2 separate regions of the Sus scrofa genome follow, and region 1 is linked to region 2. A link is a contact called in public HiChIP or PLAC-seq data. All regions are on one chromosome and are shown on one strand. Each heading gives the region's core, a stretch centred on a gene start, on an enhancer-like site or on the middle of the called end of the contact. The rest is flanking DNA. Distances are from core to core; before and after follow the strand shown.

Region 1 (5,785 bases), core at 2,322-4,821, 330 kb after region 2:
CCGGATCGTCAACCCACTGAGCAAGGGCAGGGATTGAACCTGCAACCTCATGGTTCCTAGTCGGATTCGTTAACCACTGCGCCACGACGGGAACTCCCTGGGCTTCATTTTAAACAATAAATAAGTAAATAGGGTCTTAAGAATTACTGAAAGACTGCTACAGGGAATGTTTATACAGCTTTTCTGAAGGGCAATTTGGCAATATCATATATACCAAAGCTTTAAAAAATGTGCAGTCTAAAATCCAGTAATTCACATCTAGAAATTTATTCAAAAAAAAGTTAAGAATTTACGCAAACTGTTGATTTCAGTACTGTTTACAAGAGAAAGGTCAATAATCTAAACATATGACAAAAGGAGATGAGTTATATATAAACTACACTATTATCTATACTCAGCCATTAAAAAGGATATTGTAGAAATAAACTTATTGCCAAGGAAAGAGGTTCATGCACATTGCTGTATGGCTGAAAAAGCAGGTTATAAAATTCCATTTTCATAAAAAAAACATGCATAGGAAAACTCTTTAAGCATAGAGCAACACCAAAAAGTAATAATTATCTATGGGTAGTGGGATTATATATGATTACCTTTTTATTCCTCCCATTTCTGAGTATTCTATAATATTTAATAGAATTAAATTCTAATCATTCTGTTACAATTGCAGATCTTTTAAAAAAATCATTAAAAAGCAAGTAGAATCTATTGTTTTGAGAAAGTTTTACTTACTCTTCAAACCTTCGCTCAAATTCACCCTGTGGCCTCCTCTAAAAACAAAGATCTCCTGGTTGGTCATTTAAACTTAGTGTGTACACCATGCAGCATTATCACAACTCAATGTTAGGCTGTTTTTCTATATATTAATTTTCTACCAATCCAACTACATTGTAAGCTCTTCTCTGTCAGAGAGAGTAGTTAAAATATTTGTTGATTGTGTGATACTTTAGAGGGTTTTGGTAAGAATGCTAAGATAACAGCAGAGAAGACAACTCACCTTCACCGCCTGACTCTTGGTATTGATAGGGGGGTTTTTCAGAGCTGCCTGTAGGGCAGCTGTCATGTTTCCTGTGAAGGAGGTTAAGGGATATAGCAGCAAAGGGCAGCCCTCAGGAAAGCACTATGACTCCCAGGAACCAATGGTTCTTCAGATTTGACATTATGCATCAAAAGAAAAGTACTAAAGTCGCTATGCTTAATACTGGAAAATTCAGCATGTTGGTTGCAAGGATGTCAATCAAAGATAAAATACTGAGGAAGAAAAAGGGAGAACAACACATTTTTTAAAATCAAACAAAAACTGTTTCATCCTTGGCGCTAATTATTAATTGAACACCTGGATAATCTTCCATTTGCCAGGAAGACACATGTGCAAACCATTATGTAGTGATCATTTTTAAAATTCTAAAATATATACCAGAATTATTTGGCCCCCAAATGAAACATCCTATCCTCAGCCAAAATATGTCCTTTTATGTGACTCTAACTGGAAAAATAAAGACCAAACTTTAACTAGAATTATATTCTATATAATGAAATGCTAACAGAACGTGCTGGCAGATCACTCTAGCAATCTGAATGATATACATTAGCAATCTCCCAATACTGATGACAAGAGGCATCATAAGAAGATATAGCAATTCAATGACCCTTAGGTGTCAGCTTAATTTTTCTCTTTTGGATGTTTGCTCTCACAGTTCATAAAGGTCATTCAAACTACCTTAGGCCACACCTATTACATTTAGTCTCACTTGAAAGCACCAGTGAGTTAGCAAGTATGAGAAACAGAAGGCCAATCAGACTGTCAGAATGTACAGTTATTTCCCTAAAAGGAAAACCACAGAGTTCTCTTGTTCCTCCATCTGTGGTGCCTGATAGGGCTTGTCTCTTCTTGTAACAAGAGTAGAAGAGACAGTAAGACAGCATCTTTACATTTTAAGATGAACTGATTTAAAAAGCAGATCCACTCTGTGGATACAGCAGTACCATTTAAGAGTCATCATCGTTATCTAAAATGTTAGTCTCATGAAACATCATTTTTTCATCACAAAGAATGTTTTTAGACAGACATCATTTATATTCTGAAGGAAAAGGTCTGACCAAAAAAACTATGGTTGTTGGTAGACTGTTATTTTCAAGGCTTAATGGACTTCTAGAGAAGCACGCCTTCTGCAGACTGGTTCACTTATAAGACCCCAAACACTGAAGTATTTAAATAATGCAAAACAGCAACAGCTGATTGTGAAAGTCAGAGAAATCAAAGAAACATCTGTATGTTGACAAATGTTTAATGCTGTACTTTAGGTGCCTCTAAGACCAGCTGTGGTTGTGACCAAATATTTTCGCTCATATATTTCCACGTTGAATTTAATAGGACACTGAGGCGGAAAGAGTCTAAAAAGCCTTCCTTACCTTATGAATACACCCAAGGATAATGAGAAATGAGTGGGTCAGTAATTGAGAATCTTTGAAACTACAGCTTTGGTTATTGTAACATTTACATTTTCCTAAAAAAGATCTGATGCCAATACTCCCTCAAAGTCATGAATATTCAAATATGCAAAACCAAAACCCAGGAACTGACAGACACATTTTAACTAAAAGGGAAACGATTCCAGGATTACAAAATGCTTCTGTTTTGCGCAAATGATTCATTTTCTTCTATTTTATTCATTGGGGTTTATTTTAAATATTTCCAGGGATTCTCCACATGCATTCCCCGTCTTCTTTCTACTGTCCTTTGCTTAACAGGTAAAAAGCTCCCAGATTCTTTCTGGGGAGCTGCGGTGGTTTTGCACTCACTCCCTTTTCCCCAGGTAAAAAATTCTGTGCAATCTATATTTTGCCAAATCCCTGTCTCCTAAAAAAGAGCCCCCGGACTGGAAGGACGGAGGGGGCCTCAACCCTGCAAACCGCCCCATCTCTGCTGGCAGGAAAGAATCTATCCTAATGCTGCCAAAACAAAACCACTACCACGATGAAAACAAAATCACTGAAGAAAGACGCCTGTTCTCTCAATCAGACTCGGGAGCTAATGAGACCCGGGTAAATACCGTTCTGGGAGGACAACTTAAGCGCCGCGCAGCAGTCCGACTGACCAGCTGCACCGCCGCGAGGGCGCGGCCGGCCCCGCGGAATTCCCGGAGGCGAGAACTCCTGGCGCAACCTGAGGAATCCGGGGAGTGGACGGCGCGCCGGAAGGGCAGGTTCCCGAGGGCTGGACCCTGGGGTCTCGGGGCGAGTCGGTAGGAATGGGAGAGTCCCCTGCCCTCTGAGAACCCGTGACCCCCAAAGAGACCGGGTGGAGCCGTGGGCACTGGGAGCAGCTCCGCGCCCGGCTCCCGGCCGGGGCCCGCCCCCCTCACCCCCTGCCCGCAGCGGGTCCCGGAAGAAGGGCCAGGTGGGGTGGGGGGGCGGCGAACAGAAGGATATTGCCGCAGGCAGGAGTCCACCTCGCCCTCGTCGGGCCCGGCCTGCCCGTCGCCCCCGTCTTCCTCGTCCACGAACTTGTTCTCGTCGTACTCATCCACGTCTACCTTCCGGAACCGGGCCGACGACACCGTGTTCTTCGACATCCTCGATCCGGACCGGCGGCCAAGGCCTCCCCTCGGTGCTGCCTCTACCTTAGCAAGCCCAACCCGGCTGGCACCCGCAGACTGCCGCCTTCACTTCCCTCTTCCGCTCAGAGGCGTCGGCCGGCAGCCCCGGCCCGGGTGGTTCTGGGCCTGCGCGCTGGCGGCGCCTCTTCCTTCTCAGGAACGCGCTCTCCTCCAACCCTCCTCCACCACCCCCACGGCCCCCTCCCAGCCCGGGAGCGCAGGAGGGAGGGAGCGCGCTGGACGCAGTGCGCAGGTGCGGACTCGCTGCAGGAAAGGGGCGGGGCTGGGTGAAGGAGGCGGGGGCGGGAGGGGGCGGGGCAGGGGAGGGCAGAAAGCGGCGCCGCGGGCAGAGGTAAGAGGCGATTGGGCGTCCACGTGCGTCACGTGATCCCTGGGGGGTTTCCATAGAAACGCTTCTCTGCGGTCCAGCCTAGGGGGTCTTAGGTTGGCGGCGATGGGCTCGGAGGGCGGGTGGCCTTGGCTTGTGCTGCCACTGCCGCCGCCAACGACCTGCCATCGGTGTCCTGCGTAAGGTCCGGCTGGCACGGACTTGCCTGTGAGGTGGGATGGACTGGTTGCCGGACCAAGTCCCCTGCAGTTGACAGGAGTATGAGGCGGAGTGATGCACGCCCAGTCGCCCAGCATCGTTCTAGTTGTCAGAGACGTCGCTTCAGACCGTACGCCGACTGTGGCTTCGTTCCAGAGCCGGGAGCCTCTTTTTCGCGATTGGAACTACGCTGTGCGGCCAGCGGGGAGTCCCCAAGGACAGAGTCGAAAGGTCATATCTTATCTGTCAGTGCTGTGTAACAGCATCTCGACTGCACCTGCAGAATCCGAACTAGGTATCATAACCTTTGGGAAGGAGGGGGAGGTGTCTGGGCAGGGGCTGGGGTCTCGTGACAAGACTGGGATAAACCTGTGGAATTTGGGGTAGGGTCAGTCATTGACATCTTAAAATAACTGGTTGTTTGGAGCAAGAATGTTAGAAAAGAGTAGGGGCGAGTTACACTCTTTTGACGCCGAGGGAAAACAAAATGTGTAAGGATTAGTGGAAACCAAGCCTTTAAAATTTATCTTTGCCGTTTAAGATTTATATGATCCCGCTAGGCCAGCTTTTTATTATATTTGACATCCCCATTTCTGAGAGCAAAGCTCTTATTGAGCAGGTAAAAGCACTAAAACTGAGGGAATGGTTGTTGGGCTATGTGTATAGCACTGAAGTAGAAGTATTTGCAGAATAAAATTATTTTGGACATTTGTCAGGTCTAGTTTAATTCCACCTCTAGCAGAGGGCTGGCTGTTGCCCTGTTAAACCTCAATAGTTCGTTTCCTGTGCTGTAATTGAAAAGAGTACTGGGCTTAGAATCAGAGAACCCTGGCTTGAGTCCTGACTCTTCCTTGCACTCATAATCTATTGATTGATGCATACCACTTAAAATTCTGAATCTCAGGTTCCTCATTGCTAAAGTGGGGCTAGTAATGTGTACTTAATAAGATTGTTCTGATGATTAGATGCAAGAATTTTTTTGAACCTCTAAAATTCTGCATAAATATAAGATGCATGTTAGCTGTACCATGGATTTGGTCAATCGTCTTATAAATTACTTAAAAATAATTGTTTTATGTTGCCCCTGAGAGAGATGGAAAGATTCTAGAAGGCAGAGACTGTCATATTTCTTTTGTATCTTCCTTTACACCTGACATAAATCTAAGCATGCAGAAAGTACTCAATATATTCAGGTACTCAGTTATTCATTGATGAATGAAGAAAATGTGAAAGGCTGTACAGTTTGAGGGTTACACTGAGAATAATGAATCAGAAAGAAGGGAAAGAGATCTCAAAGTCAAACCTTTGTTGGATATCTATGCATACATATGTGTGTATATATCTGTATCTATATCAATATGTATATATATGTAGGCATAGATAGAGAGCTAGCTACTCAGGAATGGAGTATATCCTTTTTTCTCATGAGGAAGAAGCAATATGGCATTTTTCTTTTCCCAATTAAAATATTCTTCTATAAAATTATCATTTAAGTGAAAGAAGTGACATTTATTTAAATTAACTCTCAAGTTATGAACAAACACACTATTAAAAACTCACCTGAGGGATGTCTTAAGACAGCAAAGGAAAATTTTCTACTTATCGGTAATATTTATTTTAAAAAGTCTTACATCAAGGTATC
Region 2 (5,396 bases), core at 2,404-4,903:
TGGAGCTAAGTACAGTATTGAATGGAAAACAAAATAACTTTTAAGTTGAAACCTAAATGACAGGAAGGGGACAGACAGAGGGATACCTGGGGGAAGGGTATTATTCCTGGTGAGGCCACAGCTAGTGCCAAGGCCCTGAGGTGGGGAACACAGCTCAGATAAAGAAACCAGGTGGAACTGGAGCACAGAGAGGCAGAAGTGGAGAAGGATCAGATCCTGATGAAGATGGAGTTCTGGAGTTCCTGCTCTGGTGCAGTGGGTTAAGAACCCAGCTGCAGTGGCCGGGGTTACTGCAGCAGCATGAGTTTGATCCCAGCCCAGAACAATGGATTAAAGGCTTTGGTGTTGCCGCAGCTGCCACATAGGTCTCAGCTGGGGCTTGGGTTCAATCCCTGGCCTAAGAACATCCATATGTCGTGTGTGTGGCCATTAAAAAAAAAAAAAAAAGCAAGCTGGGGTTTCATTCCAAATGCAAAGAGAAGCCATTAGAATTTTCTAAACAGAGGGCTTGACTTCCACGAGCAACAGGATCCATTGGGACTTACCCAGGTAAGTCTACCTGGTAAGACTCTGCAGATCATTCTGAGATGAGTGTTTAGAATCCTAACCATCTCCCCCAAATAGTCCTCTCTTCCCCAGGTACAGGACATGACCTACTCTGACTCACTTGTGCTTCTTCTCCAGATAGGATATTCAAGGATAAACAGGGGACTCAGAGGAAGGGGGAGCAACATTTGTTAAGTACTTGCTGTGCACTAGGTACAGTGAAGCATTATTTATTAGTACATTAAATCCTCACCAAAACTATCTTTTGAGATGCCTGCTTGGGTTCTCATTTCATAGATGGGGAAACCACGACTTAGTGAGATTTAGTAACTCGTCCAAGCTGCATAGCTAGTAAGTGAATTTGAACCCACTCTGGTCCATTCTAAAGGCTCTTACTGCCATATCATGCCTCTTCTAAGTCCTCTTAAAAGTCCCATTTTAGTGACTTGAAACTTTTTCAGTTTGAAAATATATTCTATCTTATTTTTTTCTCCAGGCTTAACGTGAGCCGGGTCCTCGGTTCATTACTCTGCGTCGCCCCCTAGAGGATATAATTTTGTGAGCTTCTGAGTAAGTTGAAAAAGATGCCAGGAGCCCCACAGAAGCCACACCCTAGGCGAGGGGCTTGGGAATAAGCTCCACCCACTTCAGGAAAGACTCCTCCGCCCTGGTTCTGACCCCTGCTCCTCCCTGGAGAGAAGGCGGGGCAGAGGGCACGCATTTCCAGGTTGGCTCTCTTGGTGCAGATAAATGAACAATCCTTCAGAGGGGTTTCCCAGAGGAAATCAACCCCACTCCCATTTCCAATGTGCCTGGGGGTGTGGGAAGGCAAGGGATTCCAGACTCAAGTCAAATGTCTGAAAACCAAACCAACAGTGCCTTTCACACGAGAACCATTATCAGCCCTGGTGGGGGGCTAAGCCTCCTTCCCCTGAGCTGGAAATGCGGCATCAGGCTTATCAGTGCGGGGGCGTAAATCCGCGGGGTGGAAGTGTCCATCGGGCTTCCTGGCTGGGGCTGGGCTGTCTGATGGAAACCATCTGAGCCTGAAAAACCAAATGTTTGTCTTTGCTCCATTTGTCCTGGAGCTCTGGGATTTCTTCTGGAGTGGCTAGTGCCCCAGGCTCTTCCTCTGTTTATTTTCTTTGGTTGTTTTCCCATAACTGGTGGATGTAGGAAGCAGTTAGCCCATGCCTGGTTGGCTGGAAAAATGTAGAATACAGCCAATTAGAGCCAGCCTGTGAAATGCTGGGCTTTGAGAAGCACAAAAGAAAAAAAATATATAATAAAAAGGAAAAAACCATTTCCTCATGGTCCATTTCTGGTCCCTAAGGGTCCACCTTTAGGTGTTCATTCCTTTGAGTTACATATTGACCATTTAAAATGCAAGCCACTGATACATGTAATCATTAAACTGAATGATTTTGCCTGCTTGCTGAAAAGTCAAAAGCTTCCCAGATAAAGACCAAGATAAACCTTCTATATCAACCAACCAGAACCATCTCCCCAAAAGGTCTTCTTCCCACCACTGGCTCTTTCACCGCTTCTCTCAACGCCCAGAACACGTCTCTTTGAACACACGCGATTCAATCCCTGCAGATCACTGAAAGCCCAGCGCAAGTGCTCCCCCTCCTTTTGCGCCTGCTGTGAATGACACGTCATTCGTCCCACGTCCCACTCATCTGACTTGTCTGGATTAGGAATCTGAACGTGAGCCAATCCTGCCCGGCTGTTCAATAGTTAAGTAGAGTCTTAGACAAGTCACAATCCATGTGCGCCATGGCTTCCATAACTGTATGAGTATGCTGGGGGCTAACCAAGATAATCCACGGGAAACAAGCAAAGTGTTATTATTGTCTGTCTCCCCGACTAGAAAGCAAAGGGCGCAATGGTCGGGAACTTTGTCTATTTTGTTTTCTTTGTTCCTCCATCCCTAGAACAGGACGGGCACAAGGCAAGTACTCAATAAATATTTTGGGGGGGCCGCACCTGAGGCATGTGGAAATTCCTGGGCCAGGGATGGAACCCATGCCATGGCAGTGACCTGAGCGCTGCAGTGGCAATGCCAGATCCTTAACCCGCTGTGTCACAAGGAGAATCCTTTAATAAATATTTTAAAATCAATGAATAAATAACAGCCAATATTTATCGAGTGTTTACTAGGTTCAAGAAGTCTTCTAAACTTGCATGTGTTTTATTTATGGACTATATAGAACTAATAGAATGAAGAGTGAGATTTGGGGCAGGGGGTAGTATGCCCACAGCATGCAGAAGTTCCCAAGCCAGGGATCAAACCCAACGTCACAGCTGTGACAAATGCTGGATCCTTAACCACTAGGCTACCAGGGAACTCTAAAAGTAAAATACTTTTAGATTGCAAGTGCCTCAAGGATTTGGGCACTCAGTATTAGCTCAAAGATTGATTGAAGGAAAGGATGCTTGAAGCAGAATGAATTTGCCAGGCTGCCTTCCATCATAACACAACAGACAAGTAGCTGGCAGTGTAAGATCTTAGATGATGGGTTTTGCTTGGGGGAGAGAGTGAGCATAGGCATTTCCTGCTTCACAGACCTGTCCTTGGATGGATGACCCCTTAGGCTCCGGCCTTGATTTCCCACAGGTCCTGGTCTATGACTGGATACCTGCGCTGTCAGGACGCAGCACAGCAAAGAGCAGGTCTCCTGGGGGAAGACTAGTTCTAATAAAAGTCTGGGATGGGTTGGGCTAGAGGGACTGAGTCCTGATCTCCAAAGGCTGGTCCAAGAACCTGGATCTTTTCTTTCTCTCAGGAATCAAGAATGAAAATGCCAACTGCCAGGCCATACAAGCAGCTCTTTTGTATTCCTTGGAGAGAAATGTGATGAACACGTATGGAATTTTCTCCTGGTGGCATGTACGGGGAAGGGATATGTCATTGGCCAGAGAAGGTCAGACCTCACTATGGGCTAAAGGATCTTTGCGTCTATTAGGAAATGCCCAAGGGATGTGTTTGGGCGGTTCCTCTAGTTGCGTAATTCGATTTCTGGATGAAGAGCCTAGGTTCCGGCGTCCAGGGCAAAAGCAAGAGCAAGGCTGACGCAGTGGGGAGTTTGTGACTGTGCTGAAACAGGCCTTGGCTGCCGTGTTGTAGAACAGACTGTCCCAGCTGCTTCCCAGCCTGGGTGGAGAGCCTCCTATTTCTCCCCAGACCTGTTTACACTGTGGCTTCTCTCCTGCTTTGTTTCTGAGGACTCTAGAGAGGCCAGGGGAGACAGGGGTGTGCAGCAAGGGCCTGGGGCATCTTCAGAAACTTGACTCTTCCCCCACCCTCCTGTCCCATGGCTGGCGGATTCAGGGCTTCAGGCTCAGCACATATCACCTGGGACATCAGGTAAAACAAAGAAATGTTTGTTTCTGATAAAGAGTTGAATGGATGAATGAAACCTGGAACAGAAGCAGGTCTCACAAACCTCATCTCTGGTAATCTCAAGATTAGGAACTGAGATCCCCAAAACGAGCCACTTCCAGGCAAACTCCAGAGGGCAGAACTTTCTATGAAGTCATCAGGGCTTACCCTGTACCAGTTGGAAAGAAAGACCTTCCTCATCCAAACCCTGAGCACCAACCCATCCCCCAGTAAGGACAGTGGGATAAATCACTGAGTTACTAGCTAGTTTCCTGCTCCTCACACCCATCTTTGCCCAATCCTCACCTAGTTCTGGCAGACAAGCAGACCCTTTATGAGAGGAATTTGCAGGGCAGAAAACAGAATGTTTTGAGGTCAAAGGCATCAAACACTGAAGAGCGTTCCCTAGATGTCCCGAGGAGGGGAGAGAAAATAGGGAATAGAGTATTTTATTTCAGAATAAAACGAAGAGGTTCAGCTTGCACCCCCTCCCTCCCAGACAGCACCCTGAGGGCAAAGCCTCAGAAGAAAACGGGGCCAGGATCACAGCGGGTGGGGTGCCCGGAGGGCTTCCGGATCAGCCAGGAGTCACAGACCCAGGTGGGCCTGGATCAAGTGCCACCCACCTCTGAGGACCACAAAGGCCCTGATGTTCCTGTTCAGAGCCACAAGAGCCTCAGGTTTTGTTTGTGAGTAACCCGTGATCCCTATGGGACAGTGAGTTGGAGCTGAGTTTTCATTTGATTGAAATAAATTAAACGTGTTATTTCTGGCACACCTCTGCTGCGGCCTGCGATTCACACCTGTTACGTAAGGAAGCAGCTCCTTGATTTTTTTGCCTCCACCTCCGATGTCTAAGGACCCCACGGGTTTGTGGTGGGTTGAATCAGGGAACTGAGAGACTGGCTGGGTGGGGGGTGGGGAGGTAGAGCTCAAGGGTCTAGAAAATCCTCTGGAGTGAGCCCGAGGGTCTCTTTCATCCAGACCCCCCCTTGCTGCCTGTGGTGTGGACTGGAATTCTCAGCATCCTGATTAGGACAGATGTGAGGTCCCTGCCGGTCTGGAACTCTTGTGCCTCGGGAGGAGCCAGGCTGGGTGCTCTGATCTCCAGGGTGATGGGTCAGGTGGGAACAGGGTGGGCTGGGGGAGGGTCTCACTCTACCTCCACTGCCCGGTCCCTAGGAAGTCAACAGCTATCGGTTTCTGAAATTTTGTTGTAACCAAGTCATTTCAGCACCAGGGACCAACCGGAAGAGGGGTGATCTGGTCTCTAAATGTCAGACAAGGTCAGGAGCAGCCGCTGCGGAGAGCAGTTAGAGGCCCTGCGGTCAGCTGCCTCACAGGGAGGAAGGCAGAGGGACTGGCCATGCTGCAAGGGCCCCCACCTGTGTCAGTTTCAGGCTCCACCAAGCCGGGTCTACCCTTGAGAGAAACACACCACATGCCACACTTAAGAGACCCTCAA

The links. HiChIP or PLAC-seq counts read pairs in DNA pulled down with a chosen protein or histone mark.
Region 1: an H3K27ac HiChIP or PLAC-seq map of skeletal muscle shows a contact between it and region 2, with 5 times the contacts expected there. The contact joins the promoter of ARPC5 here to the enhancer-like site in region 2. A contact is called at or near these places in 1 of 5 promoter capture datasets (liver), 17 of 47 Hi-C or Micro-C datasets (adipocytes, alveolar macrophages, embryonic fibroblasts and 10 more) and 2 of 2 datasets of contacts at active chromatin or transcription factors (alveolar macrophages and skeletal muscle).

What each region holds. Positions count from the first base shown.
Region 1 is chr9:124,844,335-124,850,119 of Sscrofa11.1, forward strand. It overlaps ARPC5 (actin related protein 2/3 complex subunit 5), which reads right to left and starts at 3,572. Exons shown (of 4, transcript NM_001134357.1): 1 at 3,430-3,572; 2 at 995-1,067. The coding sequence starts at 3,572. It overlaps RGL1 (ral guanine nucleotide dissociation stimulator-like 1), which reads left to right and starts at 4,024. Exons shown (of 19, transcript XM_003357576.5): 1 at 4,024-4,438.
Region 2 is chr9:124,510,843-124,516,238 of Sscrofa11.1, forward strand. All of the region lies in intron 11 of NMNAT2 (nicotinamide/nicotinic acid mononucleotide adenylyltransferase 2), which reads right to left. Among named protein-coding and RNA genes, the nearest start is that of LAMC2, 86 kb to the left of the region's middle. Within about 2 kb of position 3,654, at least 20 of the 83 cell types and tissues checked have an H3K27ac peak or open chromatin away from gene starts, as enhancers often do. A contact at or near this core is called in mesenteric adipose tissue, omental adipose tissue, retroperitoneal adipose tissue and 1 more, where this site is marked.